Linked DNA regions of Mus musculus: regions 2, 3, 4, 5 and 6 are each linked to region 1. A link is a contact called in public Hi-C, HiChIP or PLAC-seq and promoter capture Hi-C data. All regions are on one chromosome and are shown on one strand. The core of a region is the stretch at or near the end of the contact, and the rest is flanking DNA. Distances in the headings are between cores, read along the strand shown. Region 1 holds the start of Abcg2 (ATP binding cassette subfamily G member 2 (Junior blood group)). Region 2 holds the start of Avl9 (AVL9 cell migration associated). Region 3 holds the start of Kbtbd2 (kelch repeat and BTB (POZ) domain containing 2). Region 4 holds the start of Fkbp9 (FK506 binding protein 9). Region 5 holds the start of Nt5c3 (5'-nucleotidase, cytosolic III). Region 6 holds the start of Herc6 (hect domain and RLD 6).

Region 1 (5,196 bases), core at 1,380-3,879:
AGAAATAGTGTAAATATTTACAGAAAATGGGAGTAAAGGGTGGAATAGTACTGAAGCGAAGGGGGGTTAATGCGTGTCTGTTCAAGGACTAATTTTATGGCCAGTTGTAACTGTCTGTGACCTGACTTGAGTTTACCTTTTACTTTTTCCATGGTCTCCCTTAGCTTCTCTAAGGTGTCAAGGACAGGCACCTGGAGAATTATCAGCAGGAGTATTGGGTATTGGTTTCTGGAGACACAGAGGTAGGGAGAATGTCTTGAGCTAGGGGAGGGGGGCGGGGAAGCCCTGGACTGCTGCAGGAACACGCAGCAGGCAGCACAGAAACCAGCGGTCTGAATATTGTGTTGCTGTGGGAAGTGGGGGGGAGGGGTAGGGGAGGATGGGAACCTCTGGGGAGGAAGGCAGAAGCAAACTGTACAACACTGAAGTCTCTAGTATCAGTAATTTGGGGGTTACAACAGGGGCCATTTGCTGCTTTGAATTAAGAATCTGTGGTGCTGGTCATCTGGGTGGGGCTGAAGAAATAGCTACAGTTAACAAGATACCAGAAACACTGAGTCGAACCTTTGCTTTACCAAGACAATTGATGTCCGTTAGTTGGGTTTGAGAAATTAGCTGAAATTGAGACCAGCCCCGTTGAGGTGAGACCTACTGGGAAGTGTTTCAGCACACTGGAATACAGAAGCTATGCTCCAGAGATAGTCAGTTTTCCCCCAGTGCTGGTAGCAGATCCTGGTAGTCACCAGGTGGTATGGTTTCAAGGCATGAAGGGCTCAAGGAAGGAGGCTGTGGCTTGGCACTTGTTGCTTGGCTGGAGTCCTAGAATAGAGCCCAGGAGAAGCCAGGGGTGAAAGTACAGTCCAGTTGTAGCAGAAGCCCCCAATGTTTTGGAAACACCAGTACCATGGAATGACTGTGAAGGACAGCAGCAGCCCTATAGTGTACAGCCTACAAGACAAGCTATGTGTAGGATGGCAGCCCTTTGGACAAGCACAGAGGACTTTCTGTGACATGCATCTCACATGAGTCTCAGAAGCCTGGCACTGAGATTTACACCATTGGACTTTGATTTTGCTCTGATCTGACTGTGACTGTGCCTGATATTTTCTTCTTGGAATAAGAAAGGGTTGAACTTGTTTTGATTTTATAGGAGCACACACACTTGAAGAAACTTTAGATTAAAAAAAAAAAACAACAACGAAAAAAAAAACCAAGAGAATGAATGAACTTTTAAATTGCTTGATTTGTAAAGACTACTTGACTTTTATGTTTTATATTGTCATGTTTATTAAGATCTTGGGAATGTTAAAAAAAGAAAAGTTATTGTTAAATAGTGTTGTGTTGATGTGTCTGGCTCACAAAGGGTCAAGTGCCTGGACTATCTTGTTATTAAACTTGCCACAAGCTAGAGTCATCTGAGAAGAGGGGCTTTCAATTGGAAAAAAGGTGTCCTTAATATCTGGCTATAGGCAAGCCCTTAAGGCATTTTCTTCATTAGTGATGAATGGGGTGGGCCCAGCCCATTGCAGGTGGGAGACTTTCCTGGGCTGGTGGTCCTAGGTTCTATAAAACAAACTAATAAACTTTGCAAGCCATGATACAGCCAGTAAGCAGCACTCCACCATGGCCTCTGCGTCAGATCCTGCCTCCAGATTCTTGCCCTGTTTGAGCTCTTGCCTTCACTGCTTTCAATGATTGACCATGGTGTCAATCATTGAATCTTTTATTAACAAGACCAAGACATGAAAAAGGGACCTTTATCCCAGTGACAAAAAAATGTAGCCAGTCATTGTAGCTGTTGATTTCCTAAGGAGAGAAACTCATGATCAGTACTTTTTTCTTGTAACATGACCCGAGTAGAAGTTGATCATGCATTTATTTTTCTCGATTAAAAATTTAAAATAATTGAAGGGGGAGGTGGAGAGATGTGATGATTGACCATGGTGTGTAAGTGTAAGCAGAACAAACCCTTTTCTCCCCAAGTTGCTTTTGGTCATGGTGTTTCATCAAAGCAATAGAAACCCTAAGACTGTAGCCATAGCTGTGTTTCTCGGGATTACCTGGATTTAGGAGGTTTTACCCTCATGAGATGAATTTGGTGTCTTCCAGTGTCTTTTTTCCCTATGGCATTCTGTACAGCCACCTAAGTGAAGTCCCCAACTTCTAGCATAGGACCCTTCCATTTTGGGCAGCTGCCTGGTAAAGTTCCCAAACAAGTAGGGAATCAGATCATTTTAGGAGCAGCTCTCTTCCTCTCATCAAAAGGCCATCCACCCCATCTCCGTAAATCCCGGGAGAGTCCACACAAAGCCCAGCCTGCCACAGTTATAATAGTAATTTGCCTAAATTGCATCTTGGGTATCTTGTGGGTCCTCCAGGTTCACAGGGTGAAGGTACTCTGAGTATATTTTCTTTCCGAGGCTTCTTATCGCAGGTCAGCGCCTTGCCTCCGCCATGACCCGGGGCTCTCTGCTCTCCGCTCTCCGCCCTCCGTCCAGGAGCCTGTGCAGCACAGGAAGCCCCCCGCCCACATGTGTCCAGCTGCTCCTGGGACCGGCTTCTCCTGCCGGCGAGCTGCGGGGCGGCGCGAGCTGACGTCACGGCGGTCGGGCGCCTGTGCGGGGCGGGCAGACGCTCCTGGCGGGCGAGCGTGTGCAGGTCTGAGTGTGTGCGAGTTCTGGCGCGGCTGCTGCTCCGCCAGGGACCGCGAGGTGAGCGGAGTGCGGGGAAGCTCCGGGAGTGTGCTAGGCGCCGCGGGGGCGAGTGGCGGCCCTGTGGGGCTCGGCGTGGGGGCGAGGGGGACCGCGTGGTGTGGGTTGTGAAAGTGAGGAGGAAACAAGGACTGACAGTTCAGTCATTTCTCCAGAAGCTTGTGCGGTGCGGTGATAGCAGGAGGATAAAGTCCAAACCTGTTTGCTCCAACTGTTTGGAAAGGATAAGACTTCTTGAATGGATAGATTAAACTGCCTGAACGACAGTCAGCCCCACAGTGGAGAAGTTTTCAAGGGGACTGAAGAGCACCTACCCCAACCCCGGGCCTAAAGTTTCTCAATTTTAGGTGTATTGTTACTTTCTGGGTTCCCTTTCTAACCTTTCTGTGGAGAGTTGAATCTTATTTTTATCGTTATGTTTTGCCTTTGACCTTACATTTTGTTCTTTGTCAGTTGCACGCGTGGATGAAATGCATTCTGATTACTCTTTTCCGTTTTTCTACTTTCATTTATTTATTTATCTATTCGTTTATTTATTAATTTTCGACTGAAGGAGTCTTTCTATGACTCCCAGACTGCCTAAGACCTCGAGCTCAAACAATTCTGATGTCTCAGCCATTCCAGCACTGGGACTATTCCAGGGCACTGTCATACCAAGCTATTGAGTTTTAATAATTAACTTTAAAATTTGACCTGCTTATTACAGTAGTTACCAAAATAATACTGAAAAGGTTTCTGTGGAGAGTCGAGTCTTAACTTTTATCGTTACTTTTTTCCTTTGCCTTACAGCCGTTTCCCATTCGCTGGGAAGTCCCTGAGGGAGTTTGAGCTCATAATTCATTTACTTATAAAGAAAACTGAAGTGTTTAGGGATTCATTCAAAGGTGGTAGTATAACAGTTATTTAAAATAGATATGAGTGGATAGGGGTTGACCAAGATTATTTCTCCTGCCCCAGTGATGATTAATCTCAGTGGTATGTGCATTTTCTCAGGAAGGGTGAATGCAGTCTTGGTGAGATCAGAGACACTGTGGAAGCTGGGTTGATGTCTGATTTGTATTGAGCCTGGGGGAAATGGCTAGAAATTAAAGTAACATGTCCTAAATCCTTCAAGTTATCCTGCAGGATAAAGAGTACGTTTTGTGACTTCCCTCTGATGGCATTCCAGGTAGTCATCCTTCAAAGAAAGAGTGAGACTCCCAGAGGGCCTATGACCCTAACTGTCTTTATTCAGGAAACTGGCCTGGCTCATAGCTCATCATGATTATAATGGAGAAAAGAAGGCATAGGAAGTAAGGGACAACTGTTGTTTTAAAAGAAGAAGTAAACATTTCACTTTACATGAATCATTCCATCAGTTTGACTTAAACTCTTCATAGCCCTGGAATAATTACAGGGAGTGGACTTTAGTGTGCAAGGGTGTATTATAGCCACTCTCATGCTCACACTCCAGCTACCAGGTAGACAGTCTAAGAAGAAAAGGACTATGAACTTGTATCAGTGATCACAGGGTGTATCTGTCTCTTCTTTTGTTTTTGTCTTCCTCTTTCTCCTCCAATTCTTTCCCTTCATCCTCTCCCTTCTCTCCCCTCTGCCTCAGGTGTCCTTTCTCAGGCCATCCACTCTGTCTCCCTGTTTTCCCAGAGACTCTCACACTATTGTCTGGAGCTCACCAGGTAGGCTTCCTGACTTATCAGTTAGTCTCAGGGACTCGCCTGCCACCCATTGCTGCTTCACTAGCCAGCCAGATACTAGCTCAGGCCTTAATGTTTGCAAGGACTCTACTGACTGAGCTATCTCCTTGGTCCATGAATGCATATTTAATATCTATGTATCCTGCAGGTCCTGAGAGTAGCTCACTATAAAGGCATGCAGGAAGGAGATAAGAACATACTCGCTGGTAGGAAAATGCAGATTGAACTTGGGTTTATAAACTATACTACTCCTTTTCTACCATTTAATAAGACATTTCACATCCATGTGACAATTTCTTCTTGAGACCAGGGAATAAGGAATTTGTTAACACGATCCATTATTTTATTGAAGGAGCCCTGAATGGTTTCCTGTATGGTTCATTTGAAGTTCTAGGAAAGTAGTACTTTGGGCTGTGAACATTTAGTATTGACACTAGAAATATAAGTGATTTAATTGTTCAAGCTTTTGTACTATGTGAGTATTAAACAAGTGGAAGTCATGACCTGGAAAATATTTAAAGTGCTGGGGACCCAATTCTAGGTCAGTAGCTCATATGCTCTCTTGCCAGGTCAAGTTCACAGTGAGGTGCAAAGAAGACAACATATCGTTTGGAAACTGTAAAATATTGTATTTATCCACAAATAACAGTGTATAAAATACTATGTTAAATATAATTTAAAATTATAGTCAATATGAAGCTATAGATTTTTATAGTTAAAATCTTTCATACATCCTACTTATAATAGGTAGGATGCAGCATATCTTAGTTCATACTGTCCACATTTCAAGG
Region 2 (5,196 bases), core at 821-3,320, 1.9 Mb before region 1:
AGGTGTTTCAGGTCTTCTATATAGGCTGGAATCCTGAAGAAGCAGGTTCCAATAGATGTGTTGACATTTAAGGGCAAGCAAGTGGAGAAGAAGGAAGCCTTCCTTCTTCCATTGTCCTTATGCAAGCCTCCAGCAGAAAGTATAGCTCAGATTAAAGTGTGTACCACCACACCCGGATTTGGAACTTGTTCTGTCCCAGGTTGGCCTTGAACTCAGAGATCTGCTTGCCCCAATCTGTTGGGTTTTCAGGTGTGTACTACCTTGCCTGGGCCTAAGCTTTTCATAGCCACCATGCCTTAAGATCTGGATCAAAAGTGTATGTCATCCCATGTCAAGATCCAGGTCAGAAGCCTATGTCTTCCAGCCTCAAAAACTCGATCACAGATGTGCCTATCATTTCTGGATTGTAGTTCATTCCAGATGTAGCCAGGAATAGCCATCACACTCTCCAATGTGAAAAGTTTGTCTTTTCTTACAGTTTTAATAACCATATGCCTTCTTTATCTCCTCTCCCCGTCTCAGGTCCTTCATTAGTTTATCCAGATGTACTCAGTTTAAACACTGCCTATTCTGTACTGGTTGATCTTTTCCAGCCACATCCTAAATCAGCATGAGTTAGGACCTCAGCTAAAATGGAAAAGCCAACAACCACCATTACCACCACCACCTGGCCATCCTGAACAGGTGTGCTTGTTCCTGCGGTTTTTTTGGACTATGACCCTTATCATCATCATCATCATCATCATCATCATCATCATCATCATCATCATTTATTGTCCTTGTTGTTGTCGTCATTTTTCGAGACAGGGATTCTGTGTAGCCCTGGCTGTCCTGGAACTTGCTCTGTAGGCTAGGCTGGCCTCAAACTCAGACATCTGCCTGCCTCTGGAGTACTTAGGTTAAAGGTGTGTACTTCCAAGCCTCGACTAATTTTAAAGTTATAAAGCTTTACGGGGTCATTTTACTTTGTGAACACATTTCTCTCTCTCTCTCGATTTATTTTATTTATATGAGTCCTCTGTAGCTGTCTTCAGACACACCAGAAGAGAGCATCAGATCCCATTACAGATGATCCATTACATACCATGTGGTTGGCTGGTGGGAATTTAACTCAGGACCTCTGGAAGAGCAGTCGGTATTCTTAACCGCTGAGCCATCTCTCCAGCCCTGTGAGCACATTTCTAACACTATGTAACCCACAGTTGGCTTGAAATTTGCAAACCTCTTACTTCAGCCCCTCAAGTTGTGGCATTACACACTTGCATAAAAGAAACTGTACGTATAAAAATTAAATGAAAAAAAAATCTAGCCGGGCGTGGTGGCGCACGCCTTTAATCCCAGCACTCGGGAGGCAGAGGCAGGCGGATTTCTGAGTTCGAGGCTAGCCTGGTCTACAGAGTGAGTTCCAGGACAGCCAGGGCTACAAGAGAAACCCTGTCTCAAAAAACCAAAAAAAAAAAAAAAAAAAAAAAAAAATTCTAGAGTGAAAGTAAAAAAAATTTTGAGTAAGCAAGAAACTTAACTTCAACGTTGAATACATGAGATACCAAACCTCATGAATATGTCTTCTTGCTAAACATTTAAAAATCAAGACTGAGAGATCCCACGGAAGATTTAAAGAGTGAAGAGGAAATACGTTTATAAATAAGTAAAACTGGTAAAAAGGAGGAGTAACGATATTTCATGAAGGAAAAATAGATTTTAGAAGGAAGTGATTTGACAAAGATCGTAGGGAGAAAGGAGCAGGTTTAAGAGTCAGCCAAATCAACCCCCTGTGCACACCACTTCACCACTGCACAGGGTCTGTGTCTGTCTGCCCTACCTTGCCCTGCCCCGCCCCGTCCAGCTCCGCCCCGCCCCACCGGTCGTGTAGGCCGCGCCTTCAGCTGGGGGTCCTCTTCCTTCAGGCCAGCTCTCGAGCAGGCCCCGCCTCTCCTGTTATACAGCCCCTCCCCTCTCCGCCTCCTTTTCCTTTAGACCCGCCCCCTGATCAGGCTCCGCCCATGCCGCCTCAGACCCAGCCGGGACAGGGGCCTCAGGGTACCGCCCCGCGCTGCCGGAGGCGGCTGTAGCGTCAGGTGACAGCCCGGAAGCTGCGGAAGCGGATGAAGCAGAGAGGTGGAGGCCCGGTGGGGCTCCGCGGAGGTGAGGGAGCTGGTCGGCGGCCCCGGAGCTCGTGGCGCAGCGCGTATGCGGCGCTCAGGCTGACATCCGAAGGCTGCCGCTCTGGGTCGTGCGGCCGGGCCTCGGCGTTTGGAGTCGCGGCGGGGGCCTCCGGCGAGCGTCCATGGAGAAGTCTGGGCGTGAGAGTGACGGCGCCCCCTGCGGGCCTGTCCTGCACATCGTGGTGGTCGGCTTTCACCACAAGAAGGGCTGCCAGGTGAGGACCGGCCCGCGCCTTCTCGGCGCCCCGCGGCCTTCCTCGCGGTGTGCCTCCGGGGACTGCGCGACGAGCCGCGGGGGTTCGGGTTTAGCGGAAGAATGACGGGCGAGCCTTGTGTTCCCTGTCAGTCTCCACCAACCTGCTGGGTGTCTACCCATAAAGGAGCTCTTGAGGAAAACTCGGTGTTTGGACGCCGGCACGTTACGAGCTGTGGGTTTCCACACGAATGCTCAAGTAGACTGACGCACTTGTAAGCTCCGCTCGGCTTCCTTTGTTTATCTCTTGCGAGCCTTGGAATCTGTAGTTTGGGGTTAGCGACCGGCCCCGCCCCCTTCTCTTTGTGCCATTTCAGATTTGATCCGGCCCAGAGCTATTCTTTTGGTTAGGTTAGCCCTCCAAATCGCTTGCAGTAAGTAAAAATGTAATTTGTCAAACAGATAGTGCAAATGGAGCCAGCTTCTTAAATGACTCTTCACCCTACCGTCTGAACCGAGCGTTTGCTTTGTGTTGAAGGCAAAGGAGCAAAATAGAATAGGTTTGTTTAGCCTAAACAAACACTGGAAGCCAATGATGTCATAATGTGCTAGTGAATATATATATTGAATACTTAAGGTGTTGAAAAAAACGGATTGCTTCTAGCAGAAAACGAAGCACTTGGTTTCTTTTCTTTCACAGAGAATGTAACATTAGATTTATTTACAGAAGTTCAGTTAGTTAGAAGATAACAAAAGTAGTGAAGGGAGTGGAGAAGTGATAGCTGCGAGTGTGTGTGTCAGTGTACAGGTGTGTGTCGACTGTTACCTTCAATCTAGGTGTGGTGGCACATGGCATACATCCAGCAAATGGGAGGCTTGGGGCAAGAGAATTATCTTAAATTAGACAGGGTACTTAGACCCTGCCTCAAAAAAATAGACTATTATTTTAAGATGTTATATTCGCTTATCCTCAGAAAGATATGGAATAACACTAAAGAGAGAGTAACACTATTGTGTATGATATTAAGAAGTTTTTTTAGTACTTCCTGATTACAGCCTTTGAACTAACTAGTTGCTTTATAAGCTAGGAGTAAAGTAACAAAATGACAAAAATCATACTAAAAAAAAAAAAAGATTGCTGAGATTATACTGTTATGAAAAACAGCCCCGGAGTCAGTCAGAAGTTGTAACTTTGCATCCTGTGCCATGGGTGTTCTTGTGTGTGGTAGTATAGTCATCGTGGAAGCTTGATTCAGAACTACACTGAATGGAGGGAGCTCTGGGAAGGAAACTGGAAAACATCAGAGTTGATAGGAGATAGGGTAGTCTTCGGATTCTTGCTGTCATTTGAAAGTCAAGATTATTATGTTTCTGCCTCTCTTACTGGTTTTATTAATAGTATAGCTTTCAATAAGGGAAACAGTATATAGTGTTGCATAAAGATTAGAGAACAGAGACTGTTTAAAAACAAAGATACAAGAGCAGCCTGCATGCTATCTCATTTTTTTGCCTTTGCCTTTTGGTTTCAGCATGCAGGTACAAGTGTCTGCTTTTGTAAACTAAGTTCTGTGCCAGAAGCAGGAGGCCTGTATTAGGTTACTCTTAAGACCAGCAAATCCAAAGCTTCCTAATTTGCCCTTCTTAATTTCTTTTGTCAGATAATGTATAATTACAGTGAAGCAAACAAGTCCTAGTTGAGTTTTTCCCCAATTGATGCCTAAAGTAGCTTGATTAATCATTGATCTTTTTAAAATTATACCTACTTAGGGTATTGAAGTAACAAAGCACTAAGAACCTAATCCTAGGCTGGGGAATGTAGGTAGCTCAGTGGTAGAGTGCTTGCCTAATAAGTACAGAAGGTAGATCTTTGAGTTCAAGGCCAGCCTGGTCCACAGACTGAGTTCTAGGACAATAAGGGGTATACAATAGAGAGATCCTATCTTTTTTTTTTTTTTTTTTTTTTTTTGGTTTTGGTTTCTCGAGACAGGGTTTCTCTGTATTGCCCTGGCTGTCCTGGAACTCACTTTGTAGACCAGGCTGACCTCGAACTCAGAAATCCGCCTGCCCCTGCCTCCCGAGTGCTGGGACTAAAGGCGTGCGCCACCACGCCCAGCAGAAAGATCCTATCTTAAAACAAAGATTTATCTGCTGTCATGCTCTGCTCATTTTTTTTGGTCATGCATGAATACTTAGTTACATATTTTTACACCTCTTCCAATCCCTCTTGTGTCCCTCCCTCTCCTCAAATTTTTCATTTCATCTTTGTTACACACATGCAAGCATGTGTGCATACACACATATACATTTAACCTACTGAGTATTTAGTGTTGCTAATATTTAATGTTGCTGGTGTGTATGTGTTTAGGGTTGACTACTTGGAATAGATAACCTATCAGAGACTTGTCCCTGGAGAAGGCTGAGTCTCTATATCTCAGCTCAATGAGTTGCCTAGAGCTCTTCATCTAGGTTTGGGGCCCTTGTGAGATTTCCCCTATCTGCTTTGCCATAGCTACTGACTTCATTGTGTAGGTCTTGTTTAGAAAACCATATTGCTGAGAGTTCATGTGTACAGCTTTCCTGTTATATCTAGAAAATATTATCTCACAGATAATATCTTGTCCTCTGACTCCTAGAATCTTTCCACCCCCACTTCTACCATGTTCTCTGAGCATTAGGTGTAGGAATTGTGTTATAGATGTATCATCTACTTGGGTTGGGTACCTCATGGTCAGTTGTCCTCTGCATTTTGAACAGTTGTAGATTTCTTTTTGGGTTTTTTTTTTTTTTTTTTTTGGTTTTTCGAGACAGGGTTTCTCTGTATAGCCCTGGCTGTCCTGG
Region 3 (5,196 bases), core at 850-3,349, 1.8 Mb before region 1:
TGCCAATCAACGCTCCAAGTTACATAAGTATCTGTTTTATTCAAACTCTGCAATACAGGGCAAGACCTATGTATAACAAGACACATTTCAGGACAGCAAAACCCACCATTTTCTCAGCCCCAACTGTCTTAGGAATGCTGCAGGGAAGGGGTGGGTGGGTGGTTGTCAACTATTTTCTAAATAGCATGCAAATCTATGGAAAACCAGGTATCTTTTGGCTTTCAAGACTGCAGTCAATAGGGCACGGCATGCTAGTAGTAGTTTGCAAACCCCAGGCTGAAGCAGGACTTTAAGGCAAGCCTGCGTTACACTATTAACACAGTCTACCTCAAGAGACAAATCAGGTTTCTAGGAACTTAAACATCTAAATCACTCAAGGCATAGAAACTTAAGAAATGCTAACTATTTCTGCTATCTAATAAAGAAAACTCTACTGTGGCCTCACTAATAACTACTACGACTCCTATTATTTCTGTCACCTCCTTACAGTATTTGTAAAGTTAGCATATTTTACAGCACTGTACTTATGGAAATAAAATAGAGAATAATTACAGTACTTATCTGAAGAGAGGAAATAAGTGTGGAAACACACGGATTACATACAAAGAATGCTCAACGGAAAAGCCGTAGTTGCCAAGAATTATATACCCTCTCTTAAGATTTCTGGCCCTGATCTAAAGGAACCTAGAAAAGCGTTAAACCAACAAAAGAGCAAAGCAGAAAGGCATAACCTTATCAGACAGACGAAACGAACAGCAACGTTTCACATCACAGAGGCTGGGAAAAACAACTGACTTGGCTTTTCAAATGGATCTTAGATTACAAATAAAAGCTTCATCCACAGTCTGACTAGACGAAGTCATTCTCACCTGCAAAAGATCTGGTCTATATTACTCAAATCTGGGGAAGAATTCACAACTCCAAAGAAATGAAGAAACTAAAATAAACTGTATTAACTCACAGGAAGAAAATATAATTTCAGTCAGAGCACACCGCTGATAGGGCCGTTCCTCAGTGTCTGCTCAGTGAGCCAGACTTACAGATTCATGTATAAACAACACGTGACCAGCACTGTCTTTTTTTTCCCCCCTCGTTTTCACAAAGCTGATATAGCTGTTCACAAAGCAAAGTCTTTCAAGTTTACTATCTTAATTCCTTGCTTAACTTAAAGAGAGGCCACCAAAGAAATTCTAGAGATCTACAGCCCGGAGAATACGCATCCCTTTTCCTTTAGGTAGCTATAAAAAAAAGGAATCTTAAGAGCTACTAGGCCAGGCGCTTGGCGGGGCGGGAAGTGGGGGAGAGCACACGACAGCAGCGCCCAGTCGGCCGACTTAGCGTCCAGTTCCAACCCATGATTTCCGTCTAAAGCAAACAGGTTTCAAAGTGCAGCTTCCCCTTCCCACAGCAGAGCACAAGCAGGCCGAGGACAACAGGACCCCGGCTAACCTGGCTAACTCTTGGTTACTGCCGATGTGCCAAGAAAAAGAATTATAATAATACTTTTTTTTTTTTTAAAAAAAAAAAAAAAAGGGCAAGGACGCGGTCGCCCTTCTCCGGCGGCCGCGACACGAGCCGGGCAAAACAGCTCTCCCTCAGAAAGGACGCCGCCCCGAGCCCCGCAGCTCGCGCAAGGCCGCGCCGGAAACACCGCGCGCTCGGCGGAAGCGCCCCAGTTTGAAAGCCGCCGCCGCCGCCCCGGGCCACAAAGGCCGCCCGCCAGCCTCGCGCCCGGCCGGGCTCACCTCGTCCCCGGTCGCCCAGCTCACCGCGCCGCTCCGCCGGGCTGCACTCACGCGGCCGCACGCACGGCGGGGGCGTGGCGCTGCGGGGATCCGGGCCGCTCGCTTCCGCCCCCGCTTCCGCTTCCTCGCGCCTCCTGGGCTGGGCCGTCACGGCCTGCCGCCCGCGCCAGTGCCCGCGCCCGCTCCAGCAGCGGCTCTGCGGGCTCCCGGGTGCCCGCGGCTGGACCCCGCCTTCATCTGGCTCACCGCGCCCTTTTCCTCTGCCCCACCGGAAAGCCAAAACAATCGGAGCCGCGCAGGCGCGGGAAGGAAACGGAAAGCAGGAAGGGCGGAGGCGGCGCGAGGTGACGCTGGCGTCTGGGTCCGGGCTTCCCGGGCTGCTAAGGCGCGTGCGCGTAGCAGAGCGGGGTCGCGCCGGCCACCCATCCTCAGGGATGGCCTAGAAAAATCAGTTCCCAAAGTTCTATTCAGCGGCACTTGGACTTCTGTGCAGCCGCAGTTGTTCGTGTTTGAGGTGTCCACCCGAGATACAGACATTTGCAGGCTGGGCCAGAGTGGGGGCCAGCACTGCACCCCGGGAAGCTGAAGTTAGGGGAGGAGGACATTGGACCGTTTGCTATATGGGCTGCTTTCCTTAGTTCCAGCCTCCATCGCTTTCAGAAGTTCCGCTTGCTAAGGCCTTGGAAGTATTGGCACCATCGAGATAACCCGCAGTTTGGAAGCGAATGGGTGCAGAGGACGGTCTCCACAAATGATGCCTCCAGCCAGTTTTTACTGCAATGCAGCAGACACCCTCCATGCCCCAGATTTCAAAGCAAAGCCTTGAAGTAGCAAGTGCCTGTGGTCTGCGAGACTTGTTGGCAAGCAAAAATGTTATAGATTTGCCTAAAGATACATGTAACGAAAACGAAACAAAAAACGTTCAGAATTGCCTACTTCCTAACTTCAACTGTTAGAACAAGTCCAGTTTTGAAAATAAGAATGGCCACATATAAAGCATTAGGCAAAGAGACAGACACCTCTAATCCCAGATGGCAGGAGGCTAGAGAAAGGATATCAGGAATTCCCGGCTGTCCTTCGCTAAATAGTGAGTTCAAATTTTAACAGGAGCACATGAACGACACCAGACTATTTAAAAGTGCTGGTTTGGTAGAGGGGGTTAACAGGCCCTCAGAATGCATTACAGAGCATTACAATGCAATGCATCTATCTTGCTTCCCTGTAAGGATACAAAGAAAATCTTGTCTGCTCTCAAATACAATGTATCTATCCACTCCATTTTGCTGTCTTGTAATAATACAAAGAAAATATAGTTAACCGTGCTGGTATACAATGTATCTATCCACTCTAATTTTGCTTCCCTGAAATAATACAAAGAAAATCTAGTTGACCGACGTCGTTGTGAACACCTAGCACATAGCACAAGGAACTTCTTTGTAGTTAATGGGACTGCTCTTCATCTTGACTGCGTGAATATGGAATTCCTAGGTCACGACCCAATAACGATAAAGTTTACAAAGTTTAATCTGGGCATAGTGGCATAGGCCTGTAATCTCAGTATGCCAGAGTTAGGTAGGCAGATTTCTATAAATTCAAGGACAGCCTGGTCTAAATAGCAAGTTACTTGTTATAAGCCAGCCAGTAAGTGAGTCCCTGCCAAAAAAAAAAAAAAAAAAACCAAAACAAAAGAAAAAAAAAGAAAAAAGAAAGTAGCGTTTATATAAAAGATGATGTAGTCCAAATAAGGTTTTTAGTCTATTTAATTGCTTTTGCTAATACCAGCTTCATAGTTTTGATAATATACTATAGTTATCTAAGATGGGAAGTCACTAGAGGGGTTTTCAAAGAACATTCTACTTTTGTTACTTTTTATGCTATGTGTGTGTGTGTGTGTGTGTGTGTGTGTGTGTGTGTGTGTGAGTATGTGTGTGTGCGTGTATGTGAGTGTGTGTGTCTATGTGATTCTTGAGAGGTCAGTGTTCATGCCACCACACTTGTGTGGCAGTCAGAGGACCACTTTGCAGATTTCCTTCCACCCTTGTGTGGCTTCCAGAGATGGCACTCAAGGTTGCCAGGCTTGGAGAGCAGGCTTCTTTGCCTGCTGAGCCATCATGGGCTCATATTTTTTATACTTTTTATGAATCTGTAATAAAAAAAATCTCCAAAATGTGGGGCTAGAGACATGATTCTAAAGTTAAGACCACTAAATTCCAGAGGACCTGGGTTCAATTCACAGCATCCACATTGTTGGGGGCCACAAAAGTCCTTATATTTCAAATAAGCACCAGGGAAACCAGGAATGTTAAACATACAGGGTATTTCCACAATGGAGGAAGTAAAATACTTGCATCCTATCCAAAAACCTGAGAGTGGGTGTTGTTAACATGTGGTAACCTTTTGCTCTCTGTAGAGGTAGAATTCACCTAAATCCCTCAGAATAATTATTCCAGACTCTTCACCCCTAAACCTTTTATCTTTAGCTCCTAATTAATAGACCCATCATTAGGGGAGGTAGCCTGTTGACCTCTATTCTATCTTGATCTGAGATGACACCAGGATTGTATTATACCAAAAAAACTTCTCTCCCAAATTATACTGTATTTAAATATTCTTCACGTGGTACACAGATATGCATGCAAGCAAAACATCTATGCCACAGACCGGGCTCAGTGGGCCCTCCTTAATCCGTGCAAATCAGAGTCTCGGACAGATGGGCATAGAGTCTGTGAGTGACAAACAGAAGCGACACAAGAGAGTGTGAAGACTCTGAGTGTAATTTGTCAAATCGAGCATCAAACTTTTTATACAGAAGAGTAACAAGAAACCAGGCGAACACATCCACTAAGTTACAGTGACACAATACAAAAGGAATGTATACATCAAAAGATGGCACGGACCAGGCCGTGTTTACCACTAAGAAGGGAGCCAGGTGTAATGCTAGTCTATTGTTAAGCCTACCACTAGGGGTTCTTAGTAAATGCCTGATTTATGCTGTTTCTTTGAGCCACATGAAGAAACCTGTCTTGGGGGATTCCCTCACTCTTCATGGTAAACCTACCTATTCACTAGGCCATTGTGTATTTCCTTGTTTGGGTGAGACTGGCTACTGTCCCAAGTAATCACTCTGCAGACTAGCCCTGAGCTATTCTAGCTCCGTTCTTTGCAATGCATAATTAGTTTTCCCGTCTCTGCTAGAAGTAAATTTGAATGTTACTGAATAGGTAACCTTCTCACTGAATTCCTACTGAATTCCAAACTGGTGGGCTTCAAGGATTTTCTGGAACACTGATGGAGGCTCACCTATGTTAAAATTCAATCTTTAAAGGCACTTATAATAAAATAATACTGAAAGAGAGCATACACCATACTAACGTGGGGATAACGTATGAGTATATGGGTTATGGGAATGCCAAGGTTCCAGGAGGCATAGTTTCCTTGAAACTCTTTGCCT
Region 4 (5,196 bases), core at 1,641-4,140, 1.8 Mb before region 1:
ATTTTCTACATTTTTTACTTTGAGAAGAACTCTTTAATTACTGCATGTCAACACACGTGATATCTAGTCTTCTCTGACTTGATTTTCTTAATATAATGCTTCCAAGACCCATCCTTGTTTCTGCAGATGATTCATTTCACCCTTCTAAAGCATGTTGCAGTAAACTTGCTACTGCAGGTGTCTCGCTGAGACTGGGATTTCAGGTCCTCGGGGTATATACTTAGTATGGAATAACTGGATCACATGATAGTCCCTGCACTTCCTGTTCTTCTTTCTGTAGTCCTGGATATTGGATCAAGTGCTGAAACACTGAGCCATATTCTCAGCTTCTTTCTCACTCATTGTTATGAGACAGCGTCTTGCTAGGTTCCCTGACTTGGATTCATTCTGCAGCGCAAGCAGGCCCTGGGCTTCCAATCTGACTGCTTCAGGCTCAGAGGTAGCTTGATTACAGGCTTGTGCTACCAGGCCCACCTCAGATGTTAACTCTACTTCTAGATTTTGAATAATCTATTTCCCAAAATAGCAATGATAATTTATAGTTTTATTAAGAATGTGGGAAGCTTTTCTCTCCATATCCTCACAGCATGCTTTTGGCTTTTTGATGACAGCCATCCTAACTGAGTTGAACTGATACCTTAGTATAGGGTTTTACAATTTTTATTTATTGAAAACAATTATGTGTAGGGTTGTTTGGTCTGCATGTATATCTGTGCACCATATGTGTGCATAGTGCCTGCAGAGGCCATAAGATGGTATCAGATCCTCTGGAATGGAAGTTACAGTTGGTTGTGAGCTCCCTTGTAGGTGGTGGGAACGGATCCAGCGACCTCTGGAAGAGCAGCAAGTGCTCTTAACCACCGAGCCTTGCCTTCAGCCTCTTCATTATGGTTTTGATTTGTATTTCTTTAATTAGTGTTGTTGAGCATAAATAAAAACCTTGGAAAAAATACACACACATGAACACATTCATTTATCCTATCGAGAAATGTCTATTTGCTTACTCACATATTTATGCATTTACTGATTTTTAGTGTGAGCTGGGATTTGGATCCAGGGCCTTGCACACATGTAAGGCAGATTGATGTTGTCACGGACTGAACTACTTTACGGGCCCCTTGGCTATTCTTTAATTGGAATATTTAGTGTTGATTTTGGGGGAGGTGACGATTCTTATATCTTAAAAGTGAATCCTTCATGGGTTGCACAGGATACAAGTGCATCCTCCCTTCTGGAGGCTGGGACCTCTGTTGTTTCTGTTGCTTGTTTAAATGCCAACTCTAGATTTAATATAACCCTATGTGTCTTTTCCTTTTCTTTGCCATGCTTTTGGAGTCTTATCAAAATCATCATTTAGACCAATGTCCTGAAGTGTTTCTTTTGAAAAAAATAATCTTTATTTATATTTCCTTTAGGTGTATGCATGTTTTGCCTGCCACTGTATCTGTGTACCGGATCTGCAATGCCCACAGAAGACAGAAAAAGACCTCAGCTCCCCTGGAACTGGAGTTACAGACAGCTGTGAGCTACCACATGGCTACTGGGTATTAAGTCCAGGTCCTCCTTCCTACTTGAGACTCTGAGAAGGCTTTGCTCTGCGTAGGATAGAGGAAAAAAAGAAACCCGTGCTAACGTAACTTATCAAGAATTTGTAAGACAAAAGTTCAATCCACAGCTCACACACATATACTCAACCATCTGGTTTTTCCACAAGGCAGCAAGAACGGCCACTGGATAAAGGACCTTGTCTTCTATGAATGGTGCTGGGGAACTGAATATGCATAGGCTAGATAAACTAGAACCACATCTCTTGTATACAAAGGTCAACTCAAAATGGACGAAGACTTAAATTCAGCCTTGAAACTATTGGGGAAAAGCTGGAAGGGAGCCCTGGAAAGGTGGCCCGGCAGTTAGGAGCTGAGAGTAAAGAAAGGTTTTGATTGATTCTCAGGTTGCTTGATTCTAAAAGTAGATTGCGGTATTGATTTTCAAGGTCCAGGGAAGCAACGTGGAGCGCCTTTTTGTTCTCTTCTTTTCCTTTGATGATTTAACTTGAAGTGACGTTAGCACGGATTTCTTTTTTCCTCTCTCTCTTGTTCTGTAACTTAGGACACTCCAAGGTTTTTTGTTTTTGTTTTTTTCCAAGTAGGAAAACTGATCACTAACCTTTTTTTGAGGGCCACCTATAGCTTCTTATTAGATCGTTGGATTCTAATCATAGGCTCTATACTAATTTTTAAAGTATCTTGTTTTCTCTTCACTTTGCAGATGTCTCTGATACTTTGTTAACCAGCTCACTCAGGTAGCTGTTGTGTTCCATTTGCTCAAGTTTTATTTAGCATCTTTGCTAAAAAAAAAAAAAAAAAAAAAAAGAACTTGTTTGGTGCCAACTGCTTATTTTTCTCGTTTGTGGGTGTCTTTAGTAGATTTTGGTATCTGGATTATTTGGTAGCTTCCCAAAACAAATTGAGAAAGCTCTGTTGATTTACTTTTAATACTCCAAAGCTTTAATAAATCGAGGATTCATTTAACTAGGGGTCGCTTGTGGGATCTGGAGCGCTGGCCAAGCTGTCACGTGTTAGGAACTTAATTCACTGACCACATTAGTTCACAGCAACTCAAAAACATTCTGAGGGAAGTTCCAGCCTGTTTATTGTGTATGTACACCCCCAGTAACTAAGTTTTTAAAAAAGACTCTTAAGTTTCCTTCCTTTCCCAGAGCAGCAAGGGGAAACTGGATCCGCTGCCACGTAGGAGTCTCCATATCGTCTCTTGGGATCCGCAGTGCTCAGGCGCGGGGCCTGGCAGTCAGAGCGATCCTCTCCCGGCTTCTGGAGGCGGGGAAGGCAGAGGAATTCCCAGGCCGGTGGACGCCCCTCGGGCTGGGCGCGGCTCCTCCCCTCGGCCCGGCACGGGGCGGACGCGGGCGGCGGGGGGCGGGCGCTGCGGCCCGGGGCTAGCCGGGAGACCTTTCCACGTTTGCATCGCCGCGGCGCGCCCAGCCTTGCCCCTCGCCTCCCCGGAGTCCAGGCCGCGCGATGGCATTAGGGGCCCGGGGCTGGCGGCGCCGGTCGCTGCTCCTGCTGCTGCTCTGGGTGACCGGGCAGGCAGCCCCGGTGTTGGGCCTGGCTGTGAGCTCGGAACTTCAGATCCAGCAGAGCTTCGTGCCTGATGAGTGTCCGCGCACGGTGCACAGTGGCGACTTCGTGCGCTACCACTACGTGGGGACTTTCCTCGACGGCCAGAAGTTCGACTCCAGGTACCCCGTGCCCCCACACTCCCCAAGGACCTCCACCAGCCCGCCCCCACCCCCTCCGCCGCCCTCCCCATGCGTTTGGAGGTGTGCTGAGCCTTCAGCCATAGTTGGGACCTTAAGATTGCGGACAGGACAATTCCTCTTTTCCTCTCTGCCCCGCACAGCGGAACACGTTTTTCAGACATGTAAAATGGCCACTCAGCGAGACCTCCAAGAGTGGGTGATGCTCGCCCGCCTTCTTGGTGGTCCGTCTTGACTGGTCTCTGGGTTTCATCCCTGGATTGTCTAGACAACCCAACCTTAGCATTGACTAGTGGGAGGAGGAGGTAGGTGTCCCATAATTGCAGTCACTGTACTGAACTGTTGAGGTGTTAGGCAACGGTATATATATATATATGCACGAGCTCATTTAAATCTTTGGGGAGTTACAAGAAGAAACTTTTTTTTTTTTTTTTTTTTTTTTTTTTTTTTTTTACCAATTAAGTAACCAAGACCAGTGAGACCTGTGCAAATATTGGATTCAGGCTGTGGGAATTCAAATGCTGTGCCTGTGTGCAACTCCTGTGCCCTCCCCTTCTGGCTTTACAAAAACTGTGGGAGAGATGGCCTGGGCTTGCTCATGTAACTTAAGTTTTCAGCTCATTTCAGCCTTGCCCCTTTCTTCAGGCTGCTGTTTCTAACCCTGGGCTGTGTCCTTGTGGTGAAGCACTCCATTAGACAGGGAACTGTTGTGCCTGAATGGGCTTATTATGTACAATATAAGCAGCCACACATGAGTATGTAAAAACATTTAAGGTTGTCAGTACTATGTGGCACAAAGCAAAGGCTTAGATATGGTTAGTCCTCCTTAGTGGTAATTATTTTGGGGGGTGCACAGGGAGATTGAACCCAGGACTGTACATTCTAGGCAAGCTCTGTATTTTTGAGCTATATCCTCAGTCCTAGTCATACCATTGTTTCAGTTGTAGTTTTTATACCAACCCACCTTAATTGAGGTATTCCCCTGCTATGTAGTTCTCCTAGAATGTATAGGGCTCATGAGATGGCTCTGTGGTTAAGGCACTCGCTGACAAGCTTGATCATCTAGTCAGTCCCTGGTACTCTCATCGCCAAAGGAGAAAAATGACTCCCACAAATTGTACTCTAATCTCCACATGAATGTCATGGCACACTCTCCATAAAAAATATGCAAAAAACCTCTGAAAATATAGATTATAAGGTTGATTTTTAAAAATATTTCATTTCTTTTGGCTATATACCCAGGACTGGAACTGTTGAATCAAATGGGACTTAAGTCTAAGTTTTTGAGGCCCAGAATCTCAAAAGTAACTCCCAGTTGTCTTGTGTAATTCACCTTTCACTCCCTCCCTCAGTGTCCCTAGTTCTTCATGTTCTTTTTAAAAATTATATTTTCTGGATGTGGTGATACACACCTTTAGTCCCAGCATTTGAGAGGCAGAGGCAGGCAGGTCTCTGTGAGTTCGAGGCCAGCCTGGTCTACATAATGTGTTTCAGGATTGCCAGAGCTGCATAGTAAGCCTCTGAGCCCTCATCAAGGCTTTGATCTTTATATCCGTAATGAGGTTGAACATCTGTTCGTGCGCTCATTAGTTATTTGGTTTGTTACTTTCATATAAAGTGCTTTTTTGCTTGAACTGATGGTAACTAATAATTTCCACAGGGACAAGTTCTCCTCTCTAGGGGTGGCTACTAGGACAGTGGGAAGAGCACCTTGGTACAACCATAGCATTTATACACTGTCTACCCTTAAGAGTTCTAGTGTTACACGATTCTGAGACTGTCATTTAGCACAGGCAAGTAACTACAAAATGTCGAGACAGGCACAAGAAGAACAGCAGAGCTGGCTCTCTCTCACAAGAGGCCATACCTAGTTTTACCCTGTACCTTAACAGGGTAAAATTATTTTCATCTCAGAAGAA
Region 5 (5,196 bases), core at 1,837-4,336, 1.7 Mb before region 1:
ATGCCCAGTGAAGACAAGATAAGGAGGCTGGGGTGTGAGTCTCGGGTAGAACACTTGTGAAGAGGCCCTGGGTTTAATCTCTGGACCAGAGTGGGGTAAGATAAGGAGCTGCACAGTACTCAGAAGTACTGTGAAGGCCACAACAAGGAGCCAGGATGACTAAGTGTGTTGTGATACCCAAGAGAAACTCCTGGGACATAAGTAAACGTGAAGGAAATCTGAAAAGGGTGGCAGTGCATTTAATAATGTATCAATACAAATGAGTCACACAAGATATTAATGACAAGGGAAACTGGTGTGTGATATATGAGAGCACTCGTTCATACTACGGTAAATCCATATTGTTCTAAAATAAAACTCTTAGAGAAAGGGTTTGATTATGACAAATTAATCAGTAATCTTAAGAGACTGTAGATGCGATAAAGAGAAATCTGGAGCTGATTGTGGTGGCACATGGCTGCCATCCTAACACAGGAAGGATGGCGAATTCAAGGCATGGACACAGGATTCAGAAAGATGTAGCTATTCCTGGATACTTTGTGGGCTCTTCTCTTTTTCACCCTTCTCCATCCTTTTTCTTCTACCCTTACTCCCTAACATCAGATAAGAGAGAAAAAAAGGATAGAGAGGAAAGGAAAGAGATCCCAGAATGAAGTCAGGGGCCAGAAGGGGGACAAGTTATCCTTAGACTGCATCCTGTTGATTAGGGGTGTTGAGTTCCTAGGGGCAAGTTTGATCTTCACCATCAGGATATCTAATTTCTTCTTCTCGCCAAATATTTAACAAACAGCGACCCACAGCAACCAACAGCCAATCAACAACAACCTAACAACAACCCACCCTGCCTCTCTGGGCCTTCACATTTATATACCCTCTGAAAAGTCCCCAGAATTCCAGAAGTCACTCCATCACAGAAACAATCTGCAGCTGAAAAAAGCGCACCCCTACTAGAGCCTGCGGCAAACCACAGTCAGCTGCCGTGGACACTCTGAACCAGACCCATAGCTCACACTTGGGTTTACAATGAAAACATATTTTTATAGTATTTCTATGTTTTTTAAAGAAGCCAGAACTCCAGATTTCTCACTACAGAAAGACCTTGCCTTAAAAGGGGATGGGCTAGGAGGGCACTGACGAAGCAGGTATGGTTGTCTAGCAGGTGTAAAGCCCTGGGGTCTATACCAGTATAGACCATGTGTGTAAGTACGGGTAGACGTTAAAACAGATTCAGGGAGTACACACCAGGATAATTAAATTGTAAAGTGCCAGCCAACTTCACTAAATGGCTTGTCTTATCTCTCTGAATACTTCTAGTGTACCTTTTGATTGGTTTTCTCTGGGAATCTAGTTTGCCACATTACTGGACATTTCCACTATGGCATGCATAGCTCACTAGCAAATCCCTAATGCCTTTCAATTAAAAATGTCCTGATGGCCAGGGTAACTCAGGAATGTAATCTTGCACTGAGATGGCTGAGGCAAGAGAAACACCATCACCCAGAACGCAACTGGTGTCATTTTTTCCTAGCCTACCTTGGTTAGGTAGTTATATACCATCTGTGATCAGAACAGCAATGTTCAGTGGGTATCCTTGGGTTTGTACACATTCTATGAAGGAAGAGGGTGGAGACAGGTACAGAGGACTCCCCAAACATGACTTATAAAGAGAGAGAACAAGGGCCGGAATATATATTTCAGGTCATCCAAATATTTCTCCCATCTAAAGGAACAATCAGCTAAAACTATAAAAGTAAAAATATTAAACTCTTTTACATCTTCTACTGAAAAACTATTAGGGGGTCTGACGCATAGTTTAAAACAATGCATATAAAGACTGACTTGTACAGTACAAACAAAAAATATTTGGCATTATTGGTCCCTTAGTACTTTATACAATGAAAGTAAAACTCTTCCTTAAGATTTCGTGGAAAAATCAGCCCACTGTTTAAGTACATAGAGAAAGACAGCGAAATCAGCTTTTTCCCACTGATGGAAAATTATAAAATTTGAGTATGGAACAAAATAAAGCCATGTAAATTCGCTAGACAGGGAGGGAGGCAAAACTTCTCACACAAAATGTTTGCAACCAGAGGTATATAAAGAAAATAACCCAGGAATAAAGGAATTCACTTAAAATATTAGTTTCAATAGAAATAGTTTCTCAACTTTATATTTTAGTTCTGGATGCTCACTTGTACTCCAGTAAGTAAGTCACACTCACCATGCATGCTCAAGTCAGATGGAACAACAGTAACATCAAAACAACCCTAAATGAAACAGACATTCTGGGATCAACAAATCGCCTTAAAACAAACCTCAAATGGAATTCTTGAGACAAACAATTTAAACGAGACTGCAATTAACTCTTAAAAGTACATTTCTAGGATTTAGGAAAGAGTTTTGGGGGACTGACACATGAATACTTCTTGGAACATAAAACAAGGAAGAACATTCAAATAATCGAGCTGTTTCAATATTGGCATTTCTAAAAAAACACTGAAAATGCTCTTTTCATAACGTAAGCCAAGGCAGCCCCGATGATGTAAAACAAACAAACAAACCAACCAACCAACCAACCAACCAACCGACTCCTGGACAAGAGACTATCGGATTAGCTGCACGTCTTGGAGGCGGTTGCCAACTGGAGATTAGCTCTGGAGAAACGGGTTTTGCAGCAAGAGGTAGTTATCTCCGAGCATCTATTCTCTCCACTCTTTGAAACAAACGCTGTCAAGCATCAGCACGCGTGCAGGCTGCCCTCGCAGGGCCGCGGCCGGCCCACGCCACTTGGGCTGCTCGCGCGCGAGCCGATGCTCCCGCACTCACCATTTCGATGATCTTGGTCTTGCGGCCCGTTTTTCTCTTCAAGGTGAATATGTACTGGGCCAGCACCACGCCTGCTACCACCGCGCACACACTGGCGCTCGCCACCGCGCCCACTCGCGCCACGGCCGCGCGGTCCATTGACAGGCCCGCGTGCTCTCGGCGCGGAAGCCCGGGATCCGCGGGTACGAGCCCAGGGGCGCGGCCGCAAGCCGCACACTTCCCCGGAGCCCCGCCCCGCGCGGGGGAAACCGAGGAGGCCCCGCCCAGAAGAGGTGAGGGGCGGGGACGACGGGGCGGAGACTAAGAGGTCCGCGTCCGGAATCCCGCCCTTATAGTGGGGGCGGGACTTCCTCTGACCCTGACTTCAGGAAACGCCGCAAGGACCCGGAAGGAAACAACTGTAATTAGCTACTAAATGCAAGTAGTGCATCTGTAACCCAGAATCCTGGTGACCCGGATGCTATGCTGTGCCTATAGTCCACAGTAAGATCGCACCAGAAACATCGAGAAAACAAAGTCTTGCCCCAGTGTGAGAAAATTCACCCGCCACCCACTCAGAAACTGTGCCTCGTCCTAGCCTTCATGGACTACGACACCCAGCAGGCTCAGCGGCGCTGCGTCTGACCTGCGCAGTAGCATCCTGGGTTGGAAGGCCTAGATATAGTCGTTTTTGGGAGATCTGTCAGCTGTTGGGCTTTTCAGTCACAGTCTACCTACAACTTTAGCTTACTTTCCTTAGGAGCGTGTGCAGAGAAACTTAACGTTGTTCTCTCTTGCTTAGTATATTTCAAGGGATTCATGTAGTTTACTCTGCTTCTCGCTGAGTGGGTGGGGTGTGATGAGGTGCAAGAGAGAATCTCAGGAGAGTCGCCCCCGATTCTGTGAGGTTTGGGCTGCTGCTTGGCGAGACTGTCTCTCTCTGCCTGATATATGCAACCGAAGGAAGTTAAGAATGAAAAGCCGTGGGAGAGAAAGAATTATTTTTCTGTTTTAGGTTTTTATTAGCTGGTCTAAAGCAAATTGACATAGACATTATCTTGAGTAGAACAATTCATTGTGCAAACAGAAGTTCCACAGAAATATGAGACTCAAGCTGGTCATGATGGAGCATGCTTCTGATTCCTGCATGTAGGATCCTCAGGCAGGAGGATTGCTCGGAGTACAGTGGCTGATTAACCAGGGCCATGGGTCAAAGCCTTAACGAAATGGCCAAAAATTGAGGCTGAAATATACCACCTAAATTACTGAAAGGAATATGTATTATATTTGACATTCTTGAGCAAGTTGGAGTCTGCAGGAGGGGAAATGTATGGTGACTAAAGGTTGCCTTGTGCAGATGAAAATCTTTCCAGGGGATAAAGGTGTGAGCTCAGCGATAGGGTGCCTATTACCAACCCTCAAGTTCAACAATTCTGTTTGGAGAAGCTCTTGACCTGATACATTTACTAATGACAATCTCAACAATCTCTGTCTCTGTCTCTCTCTGTTTCTGTCTCTCTCTCTCTGTTTAAATGTGTATTTCTTCTACACTAGAGATGTTTAAAATTATAAGGAATTTGTATTAATTTTCTGTGGCTGTGATAAAACACCATGACCAAGACCCCTTATAGAAGAAAGAAAGAATTTACAAGAATCCATAATGGTGGGGTCAGCATGGCAGCAGGTGGCAGCAGGCTGCTGGCATGGTAACAGAGGTACATCTTTCATCTCAACTATAAGCACAAAGTACAGAGAGCAAACGAAGTGGGACAGTCTTCAAACCCTTAAAGCAAAGCTCCAGAGACATGCTTCCTCGAAGAAGGCTGCACCTCTAAAGCTCCTGAAACAGCACCACCAACTGGAGATCATATGCTCAAATGTATGAGCCTAGGGGGGGCATTCTCACACAAACGACTATCGAATTTAAGGGAAATTCTTCAAAGAGCTTTCCCTGCTTTGAATAGTTCTCAGCATCTTTCAGATCAAAATAATTGTTGTACCAAAGTAGCCTGTTTCCCTATGGCATAGTCTGATCTCCTTTAATCATACTTTGAGGTGATATGGCTTGATTGTCATCATAATTAAAGCTAAGGATTGTTTTTCTCTGTGTCATATGTTCTCTGTCCTATCCCTGGGGCCCTTGCAAAGCACTCTAAAAATGTACCTATATATCTATATCTATAGCTTTCCTATGGGGTTGCCCTCCTCTTCAGCTTCTTCTAGCCTTTCTCTAATTCAACCACAGGAGTTTCAGACTTCAGTGCAATGTTTGGGTGTAAGTATCTGCATCTGTCTTGGTCAGCTGCTGGTTGGGCTTCTCAGAGGACAGCTATGCACACCATAGCATCAGTTATAGTGTCAGGTCTTGGAGCCTCCCCTTGAGATGGATCC
Region 6 (5,196 bases), core at 1,306-3,805, 1.1 Mb before region 1:
TAAGTGACCCTAAAAATTCTACCATAGAATTTCTACAACTGATAATTTCAACAAAGTAGCTGGATACAAAATTAACTCATAAAAACATCAGTAACCCCCCTATATACAAATGACAAACAGAGAAAGAAATTCAGGAAATAGTATCCATCACAATAGCCTCAAATAATATAAAGTATTTTGGGGTAAGACTAACCAAACAAGTGGAAGACTTGTATGAGAGAACTTCAAGTCTTTGAAGAAGGAAATTGAAGAAGACATCAGACAATGGATGTCTTCATGCTCATGGATCAGTAGAATTGACATAGTAAAAATGGCCATCCTACCAAAGGCAATCTACAGATTCGATGCAATCTCTATTAAAATTCCAGCACAATTCTTCAAAGAGCTTGAAAGGACAATTTTCTACTTCATATTGAAACACAGACACACACACAATCGATGCTAGCGAAAACAATCCTGCACAATTGAAGAACTTTTGGGGCTCTCAAGTTATACTACAAAGCTATAGCAAGACAAGTAGTATACCATTGGCATAAAAGCAGGCATGTTGATTAATAGAATAGAACTGAACACCCAGAAATAAGTCCACATACTTATAGACATGTGATTTTTGAGAAAGAAGCTAGAAATACAAACTAGAAAATAGAATCTTCAAAAAATGGTGCTGATCAAACTGAATGGCTGCATGTTAAAGAATACTATGAGGAATTTCTTTTCTGATTTTGTTGTCTACTTGGTATTCTGTATATTCGTGTATCTTTTTAACCCAGAGAGGTTAGGCATAGAGGAAGGGACTAGGAAGACACATGGATTTTTTTCTGGGATGGAGAAATAGAAATGGATTTTACTGGTAGAGGAGAGGAAGGCATGAGAATGGGAGGTTCTGGTGGGAAAGAAGAGAGGAAATGGAATTTAGAGAGGCAATGAGAGGAGGAACAGCTAGTATTGAAACTCATTTGAAGAATATGGAAACCTGATGTAGTGGAAACTTCCTAAAATAATGAAGGTGGTCCTATTGAAGTCTCTAAATAATGAGGGAGATGGAACCCCAACTGGCCATGTCTGTCCCAGTGGAAAATTTCAGTCTGGGATTAAGTTTTATCCAGTTGAGTTATTGGTTGAAAGGGTCGCTATGAAATCCTCAAATACTTCAGGCTGTTGCCAAGAAAATAGGTGTCTCTCAACAAACCAACAGCAAGTTTTCATTGCTGAAGTCAATACTCACACAATGCACTGAATGTGGAGTCCCATGTTCTAATGTCTATGACAGGCAAAGGGACTCTGCAGGTTGCTAAAAGAGAAAAGTAAACCAATCCAACCATAAAACCCTTGATCTACAATTTGTCCTGCTTGGAAAATATGCTAGGGCAATGGTGGCACAAACCACGTGGAGTAACCAACTGATTTCAGATTTGACTTAAGGCCTACACCATGAGATGGAAGGAACCCATACCTGACACTGCTCAGGTGACCAAGAACCAGAACCTAGGACAAAACCAAATACTACTGGTCTAAGAAAAACAAAAGGGTAACAATAAAATGACTCAATAATAGTCTGCTAGGCTCATATGGCAGTGCCTTATTCAGCCATCATTAGAGAGGCTTCAACCTGCAGCAGATGGGAATAAACACAGTGACCCACAACCCTTTCAGTGCTGTGTTTGTTTTCAAAGGTGGGGAGGGAGGGAGGGAGAAAGGGAGGGAGGGAGGGAGGGAGGGAGGGAGGGAGAGAGAGAGAGAGAGAGAGAGAGAGAGAGAGAGAGAGAGAGAGAGAGAGAGAGAGAGAGAGAGAGAGCCAGAGAGAGCCAGAGTCACCTTGGAACACACAGCTCTAAAGATGTCTCCCTTAAATTCCTTCAGAGCTCAGCAAACCTGCAAAAGAGTGTTCACTTTTTTTCTGTTGGCTTGTGTAGCTTTGATGTGAAGGTTTTCATTTCTTTACATATCTGGCCCCTGCCCTTACTCTGCAGTTGGATTCAGTTGGACAGCAGCTTCTCCATTGCAGCTCAGTTAGGGTTCATTATTAATTACATCCTTACAGGCTTCCCAGCTTTGGCTTTCTAGGCCTCTTTGAAATTCTCAAAAAAGTTCTGTAACCCCCTGAACATACTCCATAATCTATTTATTATACATATAGGTTTACCATGTGGTGCTTAATGTGTGATCTGAAAATTAATAATCAAGACTGGAATAAAAGAACCCCAGCTAGAATTGCCAAGGAAAGCAGATTCCCTGGGAACTGGTTGCCACTGAAATTGCTACAACTTGTGGATATTGTCACTTAATAAATATTTCACAGACCTAGAAATTTGTCCAGAGCATCAGGACTCACAAGTGGCTTACTCATGATGGAGATACTTTCTTCTTCCCTGTCTTCTCAGATACTCAGTACTGAAAATTCAAGCAGCCAGGTTTCAAAATGACCCTAGAAATGCCTGTGAGAAAGATGTTAGTGGTGTGGGACAAGCAGGCACTTACTGGAAAGAACTATGACGTAAGGGACTGGGCAGTGCCCTTGGGAGGAGTTAGGGAAGCTAGGTCACTTGCTTTTGGGAGCCCATCTGACATACCAGAGCCGCGGGTGGCTGTGCACCGCAGGGATGTATTTCAGCTGGGCTGCAGGAAGCCGGAAGCCTCGGCGCCTGAAGGCGGGAACCAGCGGCATTGAACTCTTGCAGGCAGCCAGCGGGGAACACCACTCGCTCCTACTGTTCAGCAACCACAGGGTGTATTCCTGCGGGGACAACAGCTGGGGACAGCTGGGCCAGAGGAGAGACCAGAGTACCGAAAGGCCAGGTGACTTCCAAGCTCCTGAGCAGGTGCTCAGGACAGTATGTGGGGGCCTCGGGTCCAGGGGACCAGGGGACCAGGGGACCAGGGATACCGGGTGGCTGGACCAGGGATATCAGAAGCTGGAACCCTGTTTTAAGCAGCTTGCATCAACTGGTCAACTCCTAGAGCTCTGGAGTTTGTATTTGTTTCGGTTTCCAATTCCTCTTCATTGAGAAACTGAAAGCAAAAAAGCAAGCTTTCCTCTGGATAGAAAGAAAGTCCCTCCTCCTTACCAAGCTAAGCCTGAGAGAACTTTCTGGAGGGGGTGGGGTGGGGGGAATCTGATTTCCAAACCGAAAAGCTTAGCAATAACTTGGGGCATCTTCTCTCCTAAGGTTTTGTTTTTGTTTTTTGTTTTTTTAAAAAAGTATAATAGCATTTTTCGGCATTAAAGCTGATGTAGGAAAGTACTAAAGAAGCCACCTGTAGGGTCTTGAGAGATGGCTCGGTGGTTAAGAGTTCAGCTCCTGACACTTATGCGGCAGTTTACAACTACCTATAATTACAGTTCCAGAGGATCCTATGCCTCTATGGGTACCAGCACACACATATATGCACACAGTGATGCGCAAGCGCAAGCGCGCGCGCGCACACACACACACACACACACACACACACACACACACACGTAAAAATAATAAAATATTTAAAATTTAAAAAGTCACCTATAATTACACCAAAAGCAACTCTAAGACCATTGCAGCTCCTCGTTTTATCTTCTGCTTATGTATTTAATTTTTATAGGAATTTTGTCATTATGAGTTATTGTAATTGTATCTAAACAAGAAGTTGTGGTTTTACCAAAACATTAATCCACTAGGGGATTTTATATATGATATTGATTCACTTCTAAGTAACTTCAAACTAACTAAAGTTCTAGTTTGTTTTTCTGGTTTTAATTATCTATTTTTGCCACTTTATATGCTAAGCAAGCACTCTACCACTGGACTATTTTACATTCCCATTGACTATATTTGATTATGTGTGTAGAATAATTTGAAGAACTGTGTAGAACACGAAAACTATTCCTCTGTCCCTTTGGATTCAGTTTCTGGAAGCTACAAATTTAACTTGAAAAAAATGAATAGGCAAAAAACAGCATGGGATTTTATTAGTCTTTTACCTAGAGAGTAATTTTTGTGTATATAGGAATTCACAGAAAGTAAAAGAGGTGCTTAGATCCAGGAACTTGTGTACTTAACAAAAGAAAAGAGGTTGGATAATAAATTGTGGGGAACCATCTAAGAAATAATGATAAAGCCCTTGCCAGACACGAATGGGCACCTTTCAGTTTCGTTTCCGTGGGCTGTGAATCTTATTTTGAGCTAGGTTTCAGTTTGCTCAGATAGGAACTCAAGGTGCTCCGACTTTGCCTGCCAAGTTGTGTCCAGGTAGTCCATAAAAACTGCTGTCTTTCCACACATGTATAAACATATTGGGTTTACTTCTTCATGATGTTTAGTAAGAACTTTAGAATTGATTTAACCAACACTGAGGGACACAAAGAATCTGGGTAACTCCCCTCCTCCCTTTTCAGAGGCAATTCCTGTCTTAAACTCCAGACATTTATAATCTTATGGAAGGTTTTTCATTTTCTTTTCTCTTTCTTTTTCTTTTTCCTTTCTTTTTTTCTTTCTTTCTTTCTTTCTTTCTTTCTTTCTTTCTTTCTTTCTTTCTTTCTTTTTCTCTCTCTCCCTTTCTTTCTTTCTTTTTCTCTCTCTCCCTTTCTTTCTTTCTTTCTTTCTTTCTTTCTTTCTTTCTTTCTTTCTTTCTTTCTTTCTTTCTTTCTTCTTTCCTTCCTTCCTTCCCTCCTCTCTCTCTCTCTCTCTCTCTCTCTCTCTCTCTCTCTCTCTCTCTCTCTCTCTCTCTCTCTCTCTCTTTAAAATTTGTTTCTGTTCCCAAAGAACCAATTCAGGCACTGAATGATCTGCATGTTGACCTGGTGAGCTGTGGGAAGGAACACTCTGTGGCTGTCTGCCACAAAGGAAAGGTCTTCGCTTGGGGAGCCGGTTCTGAAGGGCAGCTGGGGATTGGAGAATTTAAGGAAATAAGCTTTATGCCTACGTAAGTATTTCAATTCACTACTTTCCAGTATTTTTAAGTGCTAAGTACTCAAATGCCATGGCACAGAGATTACTAGTGTAAGGGTTAAAATGTGCTGAGAAAAGTGTTCAGGAAATCATGTGTAGAATCAGTTCATTAAATAGAGGGCCATGAAGGAGAGAGTAAGGATGAAATGATATGCGATTCTTAAGTCCTGATATTACTTATTGTAATACAAGTATGGGAGCCCCCTTGAACTTCTACAGTAAATAAATAAATAAATAAATAAATAAATAAATAAATAAATAAATAAAGTATTTT

What was found. Promoter capture Hi-C pulls out the DNA fragments that hold promoters and counts their contacts. A called contact is a pair of places that touch in the nucleus more often than the background predicts. HiChIP or PLAC-seq counts read pairs in DNA pulled down with a chosen protein or histone mark.
Region 2: a contact with region 1 is called in a promoter capture Hi-C map of liver, with 4 times the contacts expected there. The contact joins the promoter of Avl9 here to the promoter of Abcg2 in region 1. A contact is called at or near these places in 3 of 39 promoter capture datasets (embryonic stem cells, hippocampal neurons and liver) and 1 of 484 Hi-C or Micro-C datasets (the G1E-ER4 cell line).
Region 3: an H3K27ac HiChIP or PLAC-seq map of epiblast stem cells shows a contact between it and region 1, with 9 times the contacts expected there. The contact joins the promoter of Kbtbd2 here to the promoter of Abcg2 in region 1. A contact is called at or near these places in 2 of 484 Hi-C or Micro-C datasets (both in the G1E-ER4 cell line), 4 of 115 datasets of contacts at active chromatin or transcription factors (embryonic stem cells, epiblast stem cells, extraembryonic endoderm stem cells and 1 more) and 1 of 9 other capture datasets (adipose tissue).
Region 4: a contact with region 1 is called in an H3K4me3 HiChIP or PLAC-seq map of stem cell-derived neural progenitor cells, with 6 times the contacts expected there. The contact joins the promoter of Fkbp9 here to the promoter of Abcg2 in region 1. A contact is called at or near these places in 4 of 39 promoter capture datasets (cranial neural crest, hippocampal neurons, pre-B cells and 1 more), 1 of 484 Hi-C or Micro-C datasets (nephron progenitors) and 8 of 115 datasets of contacts at active chromatin or transcription factors (embryonic stem cells, extraembryonic endoderm stem cells and stem cell-derived neural progenitor cells).
Region 5: a promoter capture Hi-C map of liver shows a contact between it and region 1, with 4 times the contacts expected there. The contact joins the promoter of Nt5c3 here to the promoter of Abcg2 in region 1. A contact is called at or near these places in 2 of 39 promoter capture datasets (cranial neural crest and liver), 2 of 484 Hi-C or Micro-C datasets (both in the G1E-ER4 cell line), 3 of 115 datasets of contacts at active chromatin or transcription factors (astrocytes, embryonic stem cells and extraembryonic endoderm stem cells) and 1 of 9 other capture datasets (liver).
Region 6: a Hi-C map of LSK cells shows a contact between it and region 1, with 4 times the contacts expected there. The contact joins the promoter of Herc6 here to the promoter of Abcg2 in region 1. A contact is called at or near these places in 3 of 39 promoter capture datasets (the 3T3-L1 cell line and liver) and 1 of 484 Hi-C or Micro-C datasets (LSK cells).

Annotation. Positions count from the first base shown.
Region 1 is chr6:58,637,917-58,643,112 of GRCm38.p6, forward strand. Abcg2 (ATP binding cassette subfamily G member 2 (Junior blood group)) reads left to right here and starts at 2,630. Exons shown (of 16, transcript NM_001381927.1): 1 at 2,630-2,711.
Region 2 is chr6:56,712,835-56,718,030 of GRCm38.p6, forward strand. Avl9 (AVL9 cell migration associated) reads left to right here and starts at 2,071. Exons shown (of 16, transcript NM_030235.1): 1 at 2,071-2,380. The coding sequence starts at 2,288.
Region 3 is chr6:56,795,714-56,800,909 of GRCm38.p6, forward strand. Kbtbd2 (kelch repeat and BTB (POZ) domain containing 2) reads right to left here and starts at 2,100. Exons shown (of 4, transcript NM_001362210.1): 1 at 1,746-2,100. Gm10209 (oleosin-B6) reads left to right here. Exons shown (of 2, transcript XM_030255710.1): 2 at 1,534-2,713. The coding sequence ends at 2,331.
Region 4 is chr6:56,829,169-56,834,364 of GRCm38.p6, forward strand. It overlaps Fkbp9 (FK506 binding protein 9), which reads left to right and starts at 2,891. Exons shown (of 10, transcript NM_012056.2): 1 at 2,891-3,259. The coding sequence starts at 3,039.
Region 5 is chr6:56,920,846-56,926,041 of GRCm38.p6, forward strand. Nt5c3 (5'-nucleotidase, cytosolic III) reads right to left here and starts at 3,087. Exons shown (of 9, transcript NM_026004.3): 1 at 2,827-3,087. The coding sequence starts at 2,964. It also overlaps a transcript of Vmn1r4 not described here.
Region 6 is chr6:57,578,437-57,583,632 of GRCm38.p6, forward strand. Herc6 (hect domain and RLD 6) reads left to right here and starts at 2,556. Exons shown (of 23, transcript NM_025992.2): 1 at 2,556-2,796; 2 at 4,737-4,896. The coding sequence starts at 2,601.